Regions from separate parts of the Mus musculus genome. Here region 2 is linked to region 1. A link is a contact called in public ChIA-PET data. All regions are on one chromosome and are shown on one strand. Each heading gives the region's core, a stretch centred on a gene start, on an enhancer-like site or on the middle of the called end of the contact. The rest is flanking DNA. Distances are from core to core; before and after follow the strand shown. Region 1 holds the start of Ctsc (cathepsin C). Region 2 overlaps Tmem135 (transmembrane protein 135).

Region 1 (2,700 bases), core at 189-2,688:
CTTTGATTATGTCCATCAAAGGAATTCCCAGATCCCACGTTTAGCTCTAAGATATGGATCATTTAGTAAAATGTTTCAACAACGACAAACTGTAGAAATTTAGGAAAGTGATGCTATCTGTAATGGGGCCTTTAAAAGAAAATGCTAGCTTAATTATACAATGTCAATTCTTAATCCTATAAAGGCTTTTGAGATCTAGAAGGTGTCAGCTCCTCCCCATTTAGCTCTTGTAGCCTAGTTTCATATGAAAGAACACTCTAGCCCCTTAGTTATCAAGAAGGACCCCTATCAAAGTGTGCCTTCAGGCTTAGAAGCCTGAGTGTTTTTAAAGCAGAATTCAGAGACAGAAGTGGTTTGTTCTTCAACCACATTGCTTCCTCGGACTGCATGTACTCAGTGGAAAAAAAAAAAAAAAAGTCTGCACATAAATATCTGTGATCTGTGGGATGGGGTTTAAAAAGAAACAAAGTGCACAAGCCTACTAGGTCAAAGAGGCTCATCAAGTCTGCCTGGTTCATCTCTGTATTCTCAGATTAGCTCAGAATGATCATGATCCCAGCCAACAACAGCCAGGCAACTCAAAACAGCTCTCACAAGAGCAGGATGCTTCGCTAAAGATTACTACTTAACAATTGCAGGCAAGAAGACTGACAGAGGAGGCAAGGTTCAACTATGCTCCCTTCAGCTCGCCCTTGGGAAAGCCTGACACAGGAGCTCAGAAGACCACTTCATCCTGAGCAAGCTACTTCCTCTTTCTCTAATTCTTGCTTTCATTCTGAAAACAGAAGGGCTTGAGCAATGTGATCACAATGTGATCACCCCAGTCACCCGCAACCCCCACCCCATTCAACTTAATCCTAATAAAGTTCCAGGGAGGGAAAACAAAACAGATTCACCCAACCTGTAAAGGTTCACTACAATTGAAATCTTCGGGTAAACAGGCAGACCGGAAACCAAAGAAAACCCTGAAGATAAAAAGCTAGATTTGGTAAATGGAACAGAAATTCTCAAGACTATCTTAGGTTAGCTAGTAAAGTTTTTCCACGGAGTCAGAAATGCAGGAAAGTGCACCAAAAACAAGAGAAAGAGAATTAGCCTCAGTAGACTTTAAGACTCTTGTCAACCCTGTATTGCACAGGGTAGATTCTATTTTAATCACACTGGCATTACAAAACACCGCTACAGAGTTCTCAGCTTTGGCGTTCCTTGAAAGGCAGAGGTCCCCAAAGGCCACTTTCCTTCTTCCTCCTAGTGGTGCCTGTCCCCACCCTACACTGTCACTAACTAACTTCCTCAGGCCACCTCGTGCTGCCTCACCTAGTCACACCCTGTCCCTCCCTACATCTCAGTCACTCCACGCCCCCGTCCTCACAGCCTCGCCGCTCCTCCCCCACCTCATTCTGTTCTCACCACCCTGTAACCCCGCCCCGCGGACCCTGGGTTTCCGGGCTCTTGGGTATTTTAAGGCGGGAGCCACTAGGGTCGCCTGACTGCCATCGAGTGGTGTTCCAGTTGAACTTGCTTTCTCTGCCATCTGCTCCGCGGGCGCCGTCAGCATGGGTCCCTGGACCCACTCCTTGCGCGCCGTCCTGCTGCTGGTGCTTTTGGGAGTCTGCACCGTGCGCTCCGACACTCCTGCCAACTGCACCTACCCTGATCTGCTGGGCACCTGGGTGTTCCAGGTGGGCCCTAGAAGTTCCCGAAGCGACATTAACTGCTCGGTGATGGGTAAGCGGCTTCCCAGGGTCCCGAGTTGTCCTTTTCTGTCCCTGAGTCCTTGCCTTGGGGCCGGCGTTTCTGGGTGACTGGAGAGTTAAGAGCTGACGAACGGCCCCTTGGGGGATCAGAGCCAGGGCCGCTAAGTTGAATTTGAGCTGCTGAGAACTTCTAACTTTACACTTATTTTCCTGATTATCTCACAACTCATGTTCAAGGAAACGCGCCCCTGGTTTTTTACTTGTTTTATTTGCTTTGATTTCTTAGAAGCGAGTGGAGAACTGCTTTCTTGACCCTTCACTCAGGTCTGACAGGTTCTTGTTTTTAAAATTCAGAGTCTTGACTGCTGAGCTCAGACTCTAGGAGTTAGCCTTTTTTTTTTTTTCTTTTTTTTTTTTTTTCTTTTTTTTTTCTTTTTCTTTCTAATGGGGGCGCTCCTTCTTTCCCTGTGAGGTAGTGGGAAGAGACCACTTCAAACTGGGCCTGTTTTATCTGCTACTTTCCTTGACATTTCTGGACGCCTTGTTTAAGGAATTTCGAGAGATATACAAAAGCTTTTTCCTGTCTCTTTTGTCACATTTTACAGTAGTGTTTGGATATGACGGAAGCAAACGCAATGCCTAACACTTGGCTCTCAGTGAGTATGTAGTAAATGAAGACTGGGGCATTCCACGTGCCTCGGATATAGGAAAACAGTAGTACAGATAAGAAGAGTGACACTTATGGTCTCCCCAGTCAGAGTTGCACAGAGAAACTCAACTCTGAACTGTAGTTTTCTTGTGAGTAGAATAAATGCTGTCATATATCCCACCTCCCCTGCCTCCAACAAGGAGTCATTTACTAAATTCCAGGTGACTGGGTTTAGCTTAATCCTGGGTGGTGTCTACAATTGTTTCTTTTCTAAATTTGAGCATGGAGATGAGGCAGAAGGGAGAGAAAAGGTTTGCATCGCCTTATCATATGAAGTCTCTGATAAGTTATTCC
Region 2 (2,700 bases), core at 4-2,503, 970 kb after region 1:
CCGTTAAAAACTCAGATATGTATCTTCACAAGCTCGAGCAGTCAGGAGAGCAAGAGCAAGCCAGCCCTTGCATGGGCAGCACACTAGAGCTAGCCCTGCTGGCATGAGCAGGTAAGCCAGCCCTGAGGGCATGAGAGCAAGATGGGCTCTACCCATCTGTTGCTGGCTGCAACACTGAGCAAGCAGCCAGGGCAGTGCTGAGAGCTCATCCTTATGGTGCAGGTAGGTGCAAGAGAGTGGTAGACTGACCAGCTCAACTATTACCCAGGCCAGACCTAAGGCTTTGAGTTGGTCACAGTATTTTTTTAAATCTACATGTTGAGTTTTTAATGGTCATATAGAAAGTGGGTGGCCAGAAAGGAAGGAGGAACAGAGGGAGTCCAGAGACTGAGCAAGAATGAGCCTGCAGAGGCTGGAGTTACAAGTATGCACAGCACTCTATAAATGGTGCCACAAGGAAAACATAAATAAACCTGAGCTCTCCCTCCTACTCCCTGCTTTACCTCTGCTTTACCCAATCCCTTTTGCTCCTCTTTTCTCTCTGAATAAAGAAAGAATAATCTTGGGAGAATGACAAAAATGACTTTAAGGCAGAATGACAGTACATAACATATGCAAAAAGAAAACAAGGAGATGGAAGAGAGGAGGTGGCCTAGGAATGAAGTCAAGCAGAGGCTGGAAAACATTCATTGCTGTTGGACTAAATCTAGAGCTACAACAAAGGAAGGAGGCAACTTACAAGTTGTCGAGGCAAAGCAAGTCTACGCATAGGGCATATGGGGCCTGGGTCGGACTGTCAATTGGACTTAACTGCTAAAGCAAAATTTGTAAATAAGAACAACCTTTTGTGCATTTGTTTAGATGGGAGGTTACAATCCCTAGAGTTCCTATGCACAAGCCAACACACATAGATCTGGGACGTGGAGGAGCTGACATCAAAATGTGAACATAAAAAAATTTAAAAACTAAAATCTTTTAGGACAGTCTGCTAAGTTGCAAAAATACAGTACAATTTCAATATAATTTGATAAGAGATTCAAAGTAGACCATTGTTGAGAAAGGAGTTGTTCACATACTCCCAACATAAATTATACATCAATGAGTTCACCGATAGATTTTACTGAAGCACATAAAACTAGCTGAAAGATCTACTTGTAAAACTGTCACCAATGACGCATTTGCTTTTACTCTACTCTCGGTGACAGGCATGCCGCAGTGTGCCATACATCTTCCGGTTTCTGTTAAAACCAGACAACTCAGGAAGGTGATTTCATAGAGGAAGCCTGGAAGGCGGATGTAGCAAGCAATCACTTGAGATAAAGTAAACAATGGTTTCTCAAAACCGGATCAAATTACTCTTATGTCTCAAATCACAGATAAAAGGGAAAGCTATCTAGGGAGACATGATTTGAAGACAAAATTCTTTTTCTTTAATATCCAAATGAACTTGATCCAAATCTCATCTTTAGTACTCAAATCAACTGACTTGCCACCTCTTTCCACTAGTAGTTTAAGTATGTCTCAATCTAAAAGCATCCTGCCAGTAAAGCTAAGCTGCCCTGGGTTCTATTGGAAAGCACTGGAGTGTGTAATTTTCCTCTGACCTCTACCTGAAGGGTTTTAATTTACTTGTACCTAAGCCAGTGCTAACAAGTGTGGGAGGGAAGTGGATGGGGTAGAAGACTGTCAGTACTTGTAACTATCTCACAGAAAATTGTTTTTAAAAATGTTCCACTCCTAGAGTTTTCATTCCACTTAAGATGTTTAATACTAACCATTCATTTGACATTTCCTATGTGACTATGGGTGGGTAGATATCTACAAATCCTTGTTATAAAACACTATCAAGAAAGACTACTTTTTAATAATAATACCAGATAAGAAATTCAATCTCATAGATCCTAGATGCAATACTAAGTTTAAGACTGTGAATGTATGTGCCTGTGTGTGCATGTGGGCGTGTCAAAAAATCTATAGAAATGTATGGAGAAGAAACAGCAGTAGTAATCTCAAGGGATTTTCTTTATCCTTGATTTTCTAATATTTCTCTCTGTCCATTTGTTACTCTCTACCCAGGGGGTAGGATATGTCCTACAACTCCAGAGGACAGATGAAACTACAGAGAATATCATGCTATATATGCATATATGGATATGTGCATGTACACATCAAATGCTTTCATATATTTTATGGAAATTTATAACTTCTAAATTAGACATAATATAAGATGAAAAAAATTATTGAAAAAATTAACAATACCAGTCACGTATTAATTAAATCCTGAATTATATATTTTCAGAATTTTATACTTAATGTTTGGTACCTTTAATAGTTAAATTTAAGCATTGTCTTCATGTGTAAATTATTATAAATACTTTCATTCAGTAATTTTGGATGAGAAACTGGCCAGGAGCTATTTTAGAAGGGGCAAATTCCCATGTGCCTTTGACTGTTTTTCCTAATACTCGAGCTTTTATCCTATTTTCTGTAAGAGAAACCACTTGAAGAACTCTCTAACTCACTATTATTAGACGAGGTCTGCCTGTCCCTGTGCTAGGGCACTGGGCAGATAGTAAACCGTGTTAAAGCACTGAGAAATCAACAGAAGTGGTAAAAAGTTCTTTAGATTCTTAGTGTAATGATTGTTTTTGATATACATTTTCTTGCAAATATACAAAAATGTTGTGAGATGGGACAATC

What was found. ChIA-PET counts read pairs in DNA pulled down with a chosen protein or histone mark.
Region 2: an RNA polymerase II ChIA-PET map of memory CD8 T cells shows a contact between it and region 1, with 6 read pairs. The contact joins the enhancer-like site here to the promoter of Ctsc in region 1. A contact is called at or near these places in 1 of 39 promoter capture datasets (frontonasal cranial neural crest), 2 of 484 Hi-C or Micro-C datasets (B cells and CD4 T cells) and 3 of 115 datasets of contacts at active chromatin or transcription factors (acute myeloid leukemia, bone marrow-derived macrophages and memory CD8 T cells).

What each region holds. Positions count from the first base shown.
Region 1 is chr7:88,276,647-88,279,346 of GRCm38.p6, forward strand. It overlaps Ctsc (cathepsin C), which reads left to right and starts at 1,439. Exons shown (of 7, transcript NM_009982.5): 1 at 1,439-1,728. The coding sequence starts at 1,557.
Region 2 is chr7:89,247,063-89,249,762 of GRCm38.p6, forward strand. All of the region lies in intron 4 of Tmem135 (transmembrane protein 135), which reads right to left. Among named protein-coding and RNA genes, the nearest start is that of Tmem135, 90 kb to the right of the region's middle. Within about 2 kb of position 1,254, at least 139 of the 459 cell types and tissues checked have an H3K27ac peak or open chromatin away from gene starts, as enhancers often do. A contact at or near this core is called in B cells, acute myeloid leukemia, bone marrow-derived macrophages and 1 more, where this site is marked.